Regions from separate parts of the Mus musculus genome. Here regions 1 and 2 are each linked to region 3. The links are chromatin contacts, called in public HiChIP or PLAC-seq and Micro-C maps. All regions are on one chromosome and are shown on one strand. Each heading gives the region's core, a stretch centred on a gene start, on an enhancer-like site or on the middle of the called end of the contact. The rest is flanking DNA. Distances are from core to core; before and after follow the strand shown. Region 1 overlaps Lipc (lipase, hepatic). Region 2 overlaps Lipc (lipase, hepatic). Region 3 holds the start of Adam10 (a disintegrin and metallopeptidase domain 10).

Evidence for each region. Hi-C and Micro-C count contacts between places; a contact is called where the count stands out from the background. HiChIP or PLAC-seq counts read pairs in DNA pulled down with a chosen protein or histone mark.
Region 1: a Micro-C map of embryonic stem cells shows a contact between it and region 3, with 1.8 times the contacts expected there. The contact joins the enhancer-like site here to the promoter of Adam10 in region 3. A contact is called at or near these places in 11 of 39 promoter capture datasets (the C10 cell line, the HPC-7 cell line, embryonic stem cells and 5 more), 1 of 15 datasets of contacts at CTCF or cohesin (large pre-B cells), 3 of 484 Hi-C or Micro-C datasets (bone marrow-derived macrophages, embryonic stem cells and pre-B cells), 18 of 115 datasets of contacts at active chromatin or transcription factors (the 230-238 cell line, the HPC-7 cell line, acute myeloid leukemia and 8 more) and 3 of 9 other capture datasets (adipose tissue, embryonic stem cells and macrophages).
Region 2: a contact with region 3 is called in an H3K4me3 HiChIP or PLAC-seq map of the 230-238 cell line, with 23 read pairs. The contact joins the enhancer-like site here to the promoter of Adam10 in region 3. A contact is called at or near these places in 6 of 39 promoter capture datasets (the C10 cell line, the HPC-7 cell line, embryonic stem cells and 2 more), 1 of 15 datasets of contacts at CTCF or cohesin (large pre-B cells), 3 of 484 Hi-C or Micro-C datasets (bone marrow-derived macrophages, epidermal suprabasal cells and erythroblasts), 21 of 115 datasets of contacts at active chromatin or transcription factors (the 230-238 cell line, the HPC-7 cell line, bone marrow-derived macrophages and 11 more) and 3 of 9 other capture datasets (embryonic stem cells, liver and macrophages).

Annotation. Positions count from the first base shown.
Region 1 is chr9:70,816,155-70,819,851 of GRCm38.p6, reverse strand. It overlaps Lipc (lipase, hepatic), which reads left to right. Exons shown (of 9, transcript NM_008280.2): 4 at 886-1,003; 5 at 3,089-3,322. Among named protein-coding and RNA genes, the nearest start is that of Gm32017, 96 kb to the left of the region's middle. Within about 2 kb of position 2,266, at least 50 of the 459 cell types and tissues checked have an H3K27ac peak or open chromatin away from gene starts, as enhancers often do. A contact at or near this core is called in embryonic stem cells, extraembryonic endoderm stem cells, hippocampal neurons and 1 more, where this site is marked.
Region 2 is chr9:70,893,007-70,896,892 of GRCm38.p6, reverse strand. The region is part of intron 1 of Lipc (lipase, hepatic); the gene reads left to right. Among named protein-coding and RNA genes, the nearest start is that of Gm32017, 19 kb to the left of the region's middle. Within about 2 kb of position 2,517, at least 29 of the 459 cell types and tissues checked have an H3K27ac peak or open chromatin away from gene starts, as enhancers often do. A contact at or near this core is called in the 230-238 cell line, the HPC-7 cell line and pro-B cells, where this site is marked.
Region 3 is chr9:70,677,126-70,681,022 of GRCm38.p6, reverse strand. It overlaps Adam10 (a disintegrin and metallopeptidase domain 10), which reads right to left and starts at 2,041. Exons shown (of 16, transcript NM_007399.4): 1 at 1,764-2,041. The coding sequence starts at 1,818.

The DNA of each region.
Region 1 (3,697 bases), core at 1,017-3,516, 140 kb before region 3:
ACAGACTGTAAGCTGTAGGCTAAAATAAACCCTTTCCTCTCCAAGTTGCTTTTGGTCAGCATTTTATCACAGCATCAGAAAGCAGACTGGAGCATATGGATAGCGATGAATGCAGTCCAATTCAACATCATAAAGCATAATGAGAGCCGAGTGAACTGACTAAGCAAGCTTAGGCCCCTGCTGTAAAACCTGAAGACCTAAATTCAATCCCCAAAACCCCCATGGTAGAAAGAGAGAACTAACTCCCTTAAGTTGCCCTCTGACATCACACATATGTGTGTGCGCACACACAAACATATCATAATATTTTTTAAACATTGGGAAAAGAAAAATTGAGATTTTCCTTGAGATATTTAAACTTTAAATGCATTTATCCAGCATGAGCCTTGCAAATGACAATGTCCTCTCACAGTGTCATACAGAACAAATGTATATACGTTCTTGAAGCCTGTGGGCCCCAGTTTGGATGCCCCAGTGTAGCCTGGGACAACTATACTTCACTCAGTAGAGCTTGGAGAATTCAAGATTTTAGATACATCTCTCCTAAGGAATCCAAACGCACTTGGAAGCCATCAATCCCACACAAGTGTGGCATCCCACCTGTAATGACAGCCTTGAAAGACAAAGACATTCTGCAGGGCATCAATGACCAGGCAAAACCAGGCAGGCAGGAGGCAGTAATCACCAGGACATCTCCAAGAACAGCCACCCCCACCCCACCCCATCACCCAAGATGACAGCCAGTGAGGTGACAAGCCAGTTTCCCATAATCGAACACCTGATCTGTGGGCAGTGCCAAGCATGGATGGGTGCCCCGTGGAAGCAGGCCCTATGGAAGGCTCTCGTCCTCATCCCTCCACTCCACCCGCTTGCCTCGTCTTGCAGGAATCTGCGAAGTTTTCTCGGAGCAAAGTTCACCTAATTGGGTACAGCCTGGGAGCGCACGTCTCAGGGTTCGCAGGCAGCTCCATGGACGGGAAGAACAAGATTGGAAGAATCACAGGTATGACTGATGGATAACCCTACACAAGCTCCAGGGCTGCGGGAAGCAGGGAGCACGCACCTGCTCACTATGCTTGTGGTCCTGATCGCTGAGGGGTAACACTGAGCACTCCCTAACACGCCTTCTGTCAGCAATTGCTGCTATCCCATGAGAGCGCAGAACAAAGGACAGCTCTGCGCTCTGACCCTTCTCCTAGCTGTTCCACATGGTTCCAAGAGAAGATTCTAATTACACTTTTTAATAAGAAACTTTTTTCTGTTTTTGTTGTTTTTATTTATGTTCTTGTTTTTGAGACTTCATCTCCTGTAGCCCAGGCTAGCCTTCAGTTCTATCTCTAGCTTGACACTCCTAACTCCAGTGTGCATAAATGCCTCACCAAGAAGGCATTGCTAGAGAGGTCAGAATCCCACAAAGTGGGGATATTGCTTGCTGAGCAAACTTGGGGACCAGAATTTGTTAGGATCCCCAGATGCTAACAATGTGCATCAAGGTCAAGGGGTACGGTATCCCACCTGTAATTCCTGTAAGCTCTGGGCTTTTTGGGAGACCCTCACTGAATACAGTCAAAGAACAATCAAGGATGATTCCAGACATCAATCTCCAGGTGTCATGTGCACACACACACACACACACACACACACACACACACGTAAACAAGCACACACACAGCAGTACCTACACACATGTAATCATGCTCACCACACACACACACACACAAAGCACACACAAGGGTGCCCATACACATGTAAACATGCACACACACACAGCAGTACCTGCACACATATAATCATGCTCACCACACACACACACACTTACACAAGGGTGCCTACACACATGTAAACATTCACAGACACATACATTTCACCTTTCATGATTACAAACATGTAATGATGCTCACCACACACACACACACACACATACACAAAGCACACACAAGGGTGCCCATACACATGTAAACATGCACACACACAGCAGTACCCACACACATGTAATCATGCTCACCACACACACACAAGGGTGCCCACACACATGTAAACATGCACATACACACACAGTAGTACCTACACACATATAATCATGCTCACTACACACACAGACACACACAGCAGTACCTACACACATATAATCATGCTCACTACACACACACACACACACACACAATGGAAAAACAAAACAAAGGATCTCACAAAGTGAGCCATTATCAGGCCTCGCCCTGGCCCTCCCCATTCCAGCTGGCATTGTTACATCCCAGCAGAGTAATCAGGCCACCCACACAGGAGACAGCAGGAGGCTCCTTACTCTGGAGTCATCTTGCTGCTGTTAGCCTAAAGAATAGTGGATCTCACCACTGGCTGCAGGTGGGCTGGACAGCAGGTGACCTCACTGCTGCTCACTGACAGTTCCTTCCTTGCCTACAGCAAAGATGGTAGCCCTGGACTGAGGCCTGCCACCAAAGGTCCCTTCAGACAAGTCATGAGGAGAGCCCAGGGTGCATACATAAAACCCTCCCCCAAGCAGTCAGCCAGAATCCGGCTTGTTCCTGGGAGCATGTCTGTCACTTGGAGGCTGAGCTTGCAAAGGCCCTACACGGCCACATTTCCACCCCTTCCTAAGGTTTTGTTCTGGACGTTCTATAGGATGACATGAGCGTAGGAAGCCAGCTTGTTCGAGACTACTGACAACACACAGGCAAACAAATTCTTACTTCACCCAAGTCAGAACTGCACAGAACGAGCGCCGTGGGCTGCTGCTTTTTATGCAAACAGATGCTGTGGAAACTACCAGGGGAGGCACTTAAAATTGATTTGCTTAAATAAATCAAGCATTCACTCATAACCTCACTGTTCGTTCTGATCCTCTCTGCAAAGCTCTTTCCCCTTAGAACAATGCCTGACCTGGGTAACTTTCAGAGCCATGAATTACCATGGCTTTACACCAAAGGGCGGTTGCAGGAAGAAGTTCTAGAGAAGCTCCAAGCACCTTCTTCCTTCTAGCTCAGAAAGGTGAAAGGATCAAAGAGCTCAGAGGAGAGCCTTCTGCCCTCCCCCCACCACTAACTTAACCCGGCTTGCATTTCCCTCTCAGGGCTGGACCCTGCGGGCCCTATGTTTGAGGGAACGTCCCCCAACGAGCGCCTTTCTCCTGATGATGCCAATTTTGTGGACGCCATTCATACCTTTACCAGGGAGCACATGGGCTTGAGTGTGGGCATCAAGCAGCCCATTGCCCACTATGACTTCTACCCCAATGGGGGCTCCTTCCAGCCTGGCTGCCACTTCCTGGAACTCTACAAACACATTGCAGAGCATGGCTTAAACGGTAAGAAGGGAAAATCACAGCCCGGAGCCTCAGCCTATTCCTCACACTCTCCTGGGGCCTCCAGGAGATCCTCATACAGCTCATATGCGTGCTCACACAGCAAGGCTAGAGGCCCAGATGCGGGCTGTCAAAGGCCTTTTGGAGAGCTGATGGTTCCCAGACAGCTGCTCCCCCATGGCAGTTCAGAGGGTCTCAGAGGGCGGGGGGGGGGTGGGGGGAGCACCGAGTGACCCAGGAAGCTCTTCCAGGGGCACTAGCCCTTGTGAGAGCTGTCCTAGCTCTATCTGTTGTTCTCTCCTTTCTAGAACTTTCCACCTTTAGGGGCTTTCACTCTTCAGAGCCACAGGAGGGTATATGTAATATACCTTAGCATTT
Region 2 (3,886 bases), core at 1,268-3,767, 220 kb before region 3:
CTACAATCTTGAAGTTCGTTTTCTATTTTTCTGTCTATTCCAAAGGCTCTGTAAAATTCCATCATTGCCTTCCCCTAAATATTGTGTTTTCTTTCTTTCTCCCTTCCCCTTCTTTCTCCTCCTTTTCCTCTTCTTCCTCCTCCTCCTTCTGTAGATTCATGGTTTTGTGTGTGTGTGTGTGTGTGTTGATGTCTGTGTATATGCACACATAAGTGCAGGTAACCAACAAGGCCAGAAGAGGGAGTCAGATCACCTGGAACTATAATTACAGATGGCTGTGGGCTGCCCCGATATGGGTTCTTAAAGCCAAGCTCCAATCTTCTGGAAGAGCAATAAGCACCCTTAACTGCTGGGCCCTTTCTTCAGCCCTCACTGTAATTTCTGAAATGCATATGACTTCTTTCTTCTCTTCTATTATACAAAACTCAACCACGCTGATTACTATAGCTACTAGGCAATTTTTCTATACTTTCATCTAGACAATTATTCCAATTGTTGTGTGCATACTTATCCTAAGAACAATTCCAGATTATAAAGCACTTTTCAAAGGTTCATTGTCTTGTCTGCCCTTCACAACTTCAGCTTCTAGAATGCAATTTGTTCTCCAGCATTCCTACCTGTATATAACAGCGGTGACAATCGTCATCCCTTCCCAATAAACTTTGACATGACATTTCATCAAATTCTTTCAAATATTTTTCATCTGTTGTGTTCTTATTCAAATATCCACTTACCCTGGGGGAGGGGGGAATCAGGTATCTAAAAAAAGCATGGCCTACAGAGGAGATCAGAACTAAGAGCTAAAGTAGACTTCCATGGCTAACAGTTCCACTGACCCCAGACCAAACAGTTACAGAGAACCAAAAGGGACATGTTTCTCAGGAGCTTCCTGGCTTGAGGGGCAAAGCTGTTGTTCATAGGCCTCATGGGTTTGCAAGCCCACCTGAGTTGCTCTTGAATTCACAATGTCTGGTTTGACCATATTGGCTCCCAAATGGTAATGTGATGGTTAATCTTGTCAACTTGGCCTGATTTAGACCTATAATGGAAGTACATCTTCTGGCATGACTGCAAGGGAGATTGTTTCCCTGGGCTAGAATCCTTGACTGAATAAAAAGGGAAAGGTGAGCTGGGTGCCACCATTCTTCATTCTCTGATTCCTGGTGACGTGTACAGTGTAAGCTGCTGCTTCAAGTTTCTGCCACTGTGACGTCCCCACAATGATATCCAGTACCCTCGAATGATGAATCAGAGTTAACCCTTTCTTCTTGAGGTTGTTTTTCTCAAGTATTCTGTCACAACAAGAAGTAATGTAACTGATACAGAGGCCTCCCCTCCGCCCCTCGCATGGGCCTTGTTGCTTCAAAGCTAGTGAGTCAGCTGCCGAGCTTGTGATCTGGTGCCCGGCTCTCAGAGAGGCAGCATCCCTGGGCTCTAGGCAGGCTGGTACAGGGCCCCTTGGTCTGCCTAGGGGTTGTTTGCTCCTTTCTCCTCCTAATTAACGCCCACATTGTATCAGAGTGGCCCATTCTCAGACAGAGCAACTGAGTCATCGGTGTGTTGTGTTTTCTTCTGAAACCTACCATTCTGCCCAGACCTGAATAATTGGGGTTAGCTCCCCGTAGCACAGGGATTTTGTTCCCCGCAGCACAGGGATTTTGTTCCCCAAGCATGCCTTTATGTTGAATACCACCCATGTCTGGCCAGTCTCAGTGTTCACAGGTTTTCCCAATGAGACTCAGAGCTGTACAAGTATATGGGGTGCTTGCCTGGGTGATTATGCACACCAATCAATATCTGGACCTAAAAGCAGCCCAGACTGACAACTTCAGACCTACAGGAACAGCAGCCAATCCCCTGAGCTCTGCTAGACTGCATACCATTTTTCTCATTATGGCTTGTGTGCCTTGGATAGCAGCCTTGGACACAGGAATTTCCTTTAATGAAATCATACGTTTCTGAGCTCAGGTTTCTTTCCTTCCTTTTCCTTTCTTCATTTTCTTTTTCTTTTATTGCATTTTATTTATTACTTGTGGCATGTATGTGTGTACTCGTGTGGATGCATGTGTGTGTGTGTGTGTGTGTGTGTGTGTGTGTGTCTGTGTGTGTGTGTGTCCGTCATGCTACAGTGTACATGTAGTCAGGGTCTTTTAGGAGTCAATTCTCTCCTTCCACCACATGGGTTCCAGGGCTTGGATACAGGTTATCAGGCTTAACCACAAGCACCTTTACCTGCTAAACCATCTCATGGGCCCCTGACCTCTGGTTTCTAAGAATATGAAACAAAACCAGTAAGATCCACTTCCTTGGAGTGTTGAACAGATCAGCTGAACAGATCAGCTGTAATAACATGTGTGAGATGTAACATCTGTGCTGAGAGACCAGTGCAGACATCAGTGATTGTCCCACTCAGTCCTGAGGGAAAGGTGACACAGTCAACATCACCCTGATATAGAGGAAGCCACCAGCTTCCTGCTTTCTGCATTGCCCATGCATGAGTAGCTACAACAGAGCCTAGAGCGGAACCCAGGTTCCTTGTCACCTCCTACACTCTCACCTCTCTTCTCAGCATCAGGCCTGTGTTCTCCACCATAGAGACTTTCAAAGTGTGGCCCCAACATGGTCAGCAGCAACACCTGGAACTTGTTAGACTTGTCACTTTGGGGTCTCACTCTGACCTAAGAGATCAGAAAGTTCAGGGGATACAGCCAGCAAGTCCTTTGTGAGTTTTACAGCAAGTCCTTGTGAGTCTTGGATACACTCTGAAGCTAGAAGCACCACCAAAGTAATTGACCTCCAACCTAAATGTGATGCCCTTTCCCAAGAAGCTGAGTCTGGAGACCTCAAAATGGTCTCCAGCATTAATTAACTTCTCTAGCCTTGGGGCCAGACACAGAGGATTTCTGGTCAATAAATCATCCAGGTTCCATTTAACTGTGACTGTGGTTCCCTCTGCACTGGATCATTGAAATAACACAAAAGCCTAGCCTAGCCCATCAATGTTCAGTTCTAAAGATGGCCCAAGTTGATAGACCCAGACCTACAGGGCCACCAATCAAACTCCAGGGAGCCCTGCTAAGTTGGTCACCTTTTTACCTCTTTAAGGTTTATGTGCTTTTCAAGCCAGTTCTAGTAAGCTGGCTTCTCCAGCTGTGATCCTTGAACTCTCTAGGCAAGCCTTCACCTCATGCCCACTTGTTTCCACAGCCGCAGATGTTCACACAGATGTGTTTACCCAGTGCAGTTCAATTTTCCTGCCCAAGGTTATCATGCTTGCTCTAGACTGCCATGAGGAGGTAGGGTAAACATCAACGTGACTCAAAAGTGTTCCTGTTTTTCTTAGGGACGGGGGTGAGGGGTGGGGGGGTGGTGAGGCTTAATGAACACATTAGAGTAATGGAGTCCCGTGCTCGCTGCCATGGCCCACCAAAGTACCAATTATTCACAGAGTGCTGATTGAAAAAGAATGAATGTTGTCCGTTCTTCTTTCTGGGCAGAGGAGGATTTATCTTTGAGCCTAAGGTCATGGTTTTTCAGTGACAGGGTCTCACGAGTTAATAATTCAGGTTGTCCTTCAACTCAGGTTTCTCCCACCTCTGCCCTCAACCTGCTGGGATTACAAGCATGTACCAATGTATCCAGCCTTCCAAACCATTTAAACTAAAGATCATGTTGATTTCCAGAAAATGGCACCCCTACTGGCCCAGGGAGACAGACTGGGCTGTTGGGGCTGCCTCATTTGCCATTCACCAAGGAGATGGACAGAGAAGGCAATGGGGGGCTTCCAGAACTGTTCCTAGAGTCCTTGTCCACTTAAAGCCCAGAGTAAAGACCTTTGAAAGACTCCGTGGAGGAGGTGGCCTTGCCCTCTAGGAAAAGTGGGACC
Region 3 (3,897 bases), core at 792-3,291:
TCCAAAGCCTTGCATGGCCTTGCTAGGCAATTGCCACTGGGCTACATTCCACAGCCCCAAATTATAAATATACCTACATACTCAAGTATTACAAATTTGACATAATACTTAAGTGAAAACTTTTATTTTTTTTTTAAGTTTTTAGCAGAAGCACAACAAAACCTGGCCTTTGAATCATTACTTAGTGCAGAAAGAAACTCCAAAGATCTGAATAAAACTCTTCACCCACAATGCTTATGCTGTTAATTTACTTTTTTCCCCAAACAACAGGCCACATTGGTTTTAGTTTTCCTTAATAAAAGGCATTTTGTATCACTACTTATCAAAGTGTATCACATTTAACTTAGATTTTATTACCTCATAGAGAACAGTGTCTAATTCCTGACCATAATCACAAAAAGTGAAAACAGCCAGCCAGGACTATAAGCCGTGTTACAGAAATACAAATGTTAAATAAAGAGGCTCTTTACAAACGGTCTGCAATCTGGTTCTTAAAAAAAACAAAAAACAAAAACAAAACAAAAATAAGCATCTATTAGTGGCTGTCATCTAAAATGTGTACTTAATAAATGAATAGTACACACAACAACAGAAACTGAGTACACAAAACCAACTTCAGAGTAAGCAGAATGCCAGACAAAAATAGGCTGGGTCCTGCAGTTTAAGTCAATGAGACAAAGGGATGAACACAGACAATACACTACAGAAAACACTAGGATATTTTCTAAAGTATCAAATTAGGCTGCTGACAACCATCCGAAGCACCCCTGGAAGTTCTGGGGGTTGTTTCCAATTCAATGCTTTTAAGCTAACCTCTCTCCAGACACTTGGGCGGCAAATTAGCTTACCTATGGTAAAGCACTTTCTCATAGGAACAAAATAATCATGCAACCTGTCCTAGGAAAGCCTGGGAATGAAATACCGCTGTCTCAAACCCGAAGCATCAGGAAACTTGAAGCAACAGTGAACTCCAATTTGCAGGGGGAGGGAGCACAGCCCTGACAATCCTCTGACTAAGCAGTACGTCTGCTCCACCTGAGAGTTTAAGAAAACTCTGCAAGTTGGTTCGCCCAGGAAGGGTCGGTCTTGCTTCTCTGTGGACTCAACTCAAAAAGACAGATGGATCGAAGAGCATCCTAAAACGGCTTGCCCTTCTCCTCAGTCAACTAAAGTCTTGCCCCGGGGAGACAGAAGACAGACAGACAGAACGACAGACACACACACACACACAACCTCCGGCGCGCTGGCTACAAACACTCCGAAAAGAGCACGAGGCGGAGGGAAGGCACTCGGGTGGGACACGCACACCGGCGTCCGACACCCGGCCCGGGTCCGCTCGCTCGCTTGCAGAACAATGCTCCCGCCGCGCTGCCAACCTCGCAAGTTGCTGCGAGTCTGCGCGGTCCCGGGGCTCGGACCCCGGCAGGGCTGAGGTGGCTGCGGAGTGCGCGAGGGCGGCTGGCCTGGGCTCCGCCGCTCCCGGGGAAAGCGGCGCGAGAAGCCGGGCAGGCAGGGCCGCCGGGCCGTGGGGGCGGGGAAGGCCTGGCCCGGGGCTCCGCAGCCTGCTCGGGCCGCCGCCGGCGGGAGCGCGGTCGGGGCGCGCGAGGGACAATAGCGCGCGGGGAGCGTCGCTCGGGGTCGGCTGAGGCGAGCTGAGAGAGCTGACAGAAGCCGAGGAGACCTGACACGCGCGGCCCGGCTCCGCGACGCTGCGCTCGGCCCGACCGACCGCCGCTCCGTCGCCGCCCGGGGTCGTGTCTCACCTCCCAGCCCCGCCGCCCAGGAGAGGAGCAGAATTAACACTGTCGGCAACACCATCTTCCCCGGCCGCCGCCTCCTCACGGGTTAACCGCGGTGCATCGATCCTGAGGGAGCCGCGACCGGCGCTGGGTCCCGACGAGCCTCCCCGGCAGTGGCACCCGGCGAAGCGCCTCCCTCTCGCTCCACTTCAGGGGCCCAGCCGCGCGCCCTGCTCCGCCAAAACAGGGCCCTCCCTCCCCCTCGGCCTCTTCCTTCCTCCCTTCCCCGCTTCCCTGCCCTCGCTCTTCGCCTGGTCTCAGCCCCTTCCCTGAGCCGCGGCCCTCCGCCTCCTTTCTCGCCACGTGACGCGACGGCACCCAATACACTCGCGAGGCCGCACCCCTGCCTCCCGCCCCGCCCTGCTCCCCCAAGCGCCCCGGGATAATGCGCATGCGTGCCGAGGCGAGCGCCCGGGCCGCTAGGCCCCGCCGCTGCTTCCTGTCCGCTGGCGGAGAGCAGGGATTGGCCTGGGAGGGCGGGGCCGCTGGAGACTCCGCCCACCGCCCCGGGCGGGAGCGCTCTTTTCCCTGTGAAAGTGCTACCTGGTTCTTCCAGCTGTTAAGGACTGTCTCTTGGAATCACACCCTACCCCGAAGCTGTCAAGAAGGGCTTTCGGCTTCTTCGCCTCCAAAAAACTAGAGGTTTTCCTTGCTTCTCTATCTGTTTCTTTTGAAGCTCTGCAGCTGCCAAGTAAACAAAAGCAGTCCCAGCAAACCATGATTTTAGCCGCGATACACAGCTCTGATGGGAACATAAAAGGAAAGATCCAACAGGAAGAAAAAAATACCCAAAGGGGTATCTTCCCGAACCATTAGCAAATGTATGTCACCTACTAGGCCTTAGCCATAATAATAAATAAATAAATAAATAAGCCGGTGGTCCTTAGTCTCCAGCTCAGAAAATGCTCGCTTGTTAGTCTGTTTCCCTCATACCTCCTTCATGCCAACTTCTACAAAACCGGTATTTGACTTCTCATTTACTCGCTTTGATTCTTTATACTCGTATTCAAGAACTACAACTTTAGGAGTAATGGGAGGAGGGATTTGTAAGGGTGGGACTGGGAGGAGAGGAGCGGGGCTGCTCTTCGGATGTAACGCGAATGAATAAATGAAAAAAAAAAAGAACTACAACGTCTTCATCATACTTAACTCTGCTTCGGTTGACTCAAAGAATATGAGTTTATATTATTGATAATAAGAATAAATTGCAAACCTTTTACTTCCGCCCTATATATTTTCTACAACCTACATTGTTAATGTAGATAATGTGGTTTTTAAAGAAAACAGAAATAAAGATGAGAATACTTTTCCCACCCCCATCTCCCATCTCTCATCTAATTATCCCAGGTTATTCTTTGAGTGGTTATGAGGCCAAGGGTAAACATGAACTTCTGATTCCTCCCATCTTCCATGCACCGTCACACCTTACTTAAGGAATATACTTATTTTAATTGTTTTGAAAAATGAATTGTTGTTTTGCTTCACATTACTAAACTCAATACTGCAGTCAGAACTTCCCACATCATCATGATTGTCCTGTCCATTCGTTTCTACTGAAGCATATAAAATCAATACAGAGTAACTGAATGCTGTTATTTCTTTTTCCTTTTGTAAAGTGTCTATTCTGAGTAACCTGCAGACATGTTGCTTATCACATGCGCTGTTTCTGCCTTATGTACTCACAGGCAGTAGAAGTTTTGACTTTTTGAGTTATTAATCCATCTCTGTGACAAGTTTGATATTAGGTAGTATTGTTTATAATCAATTCTAATAATCATAAGCAAAGATCATTTTCTTTTTTAATTCAAAGAAATCGCAGGAGTTTACATCTAAAATGCTGTTTCTTTTCTTTAAAAATATGAATGAATAATGAATGGTATTTTCATGTTACAAGTTTGGACTATTGCTTTGCTTAAAGTCTTAATTCCATTACTGGCATTTTCACAAGTGAAGAGGAAAGTGAGAAAATGTACCGGGGTAAGGTCTGCATTGATGCCATGCATCACAACCCACTTGAGTTTGACTCCCACCCCTGCCTCTTAAAAGCTGATAGACTTTGGCAAGGTTATTTCAAAATTCTTTGTAACCTTGGCATTTC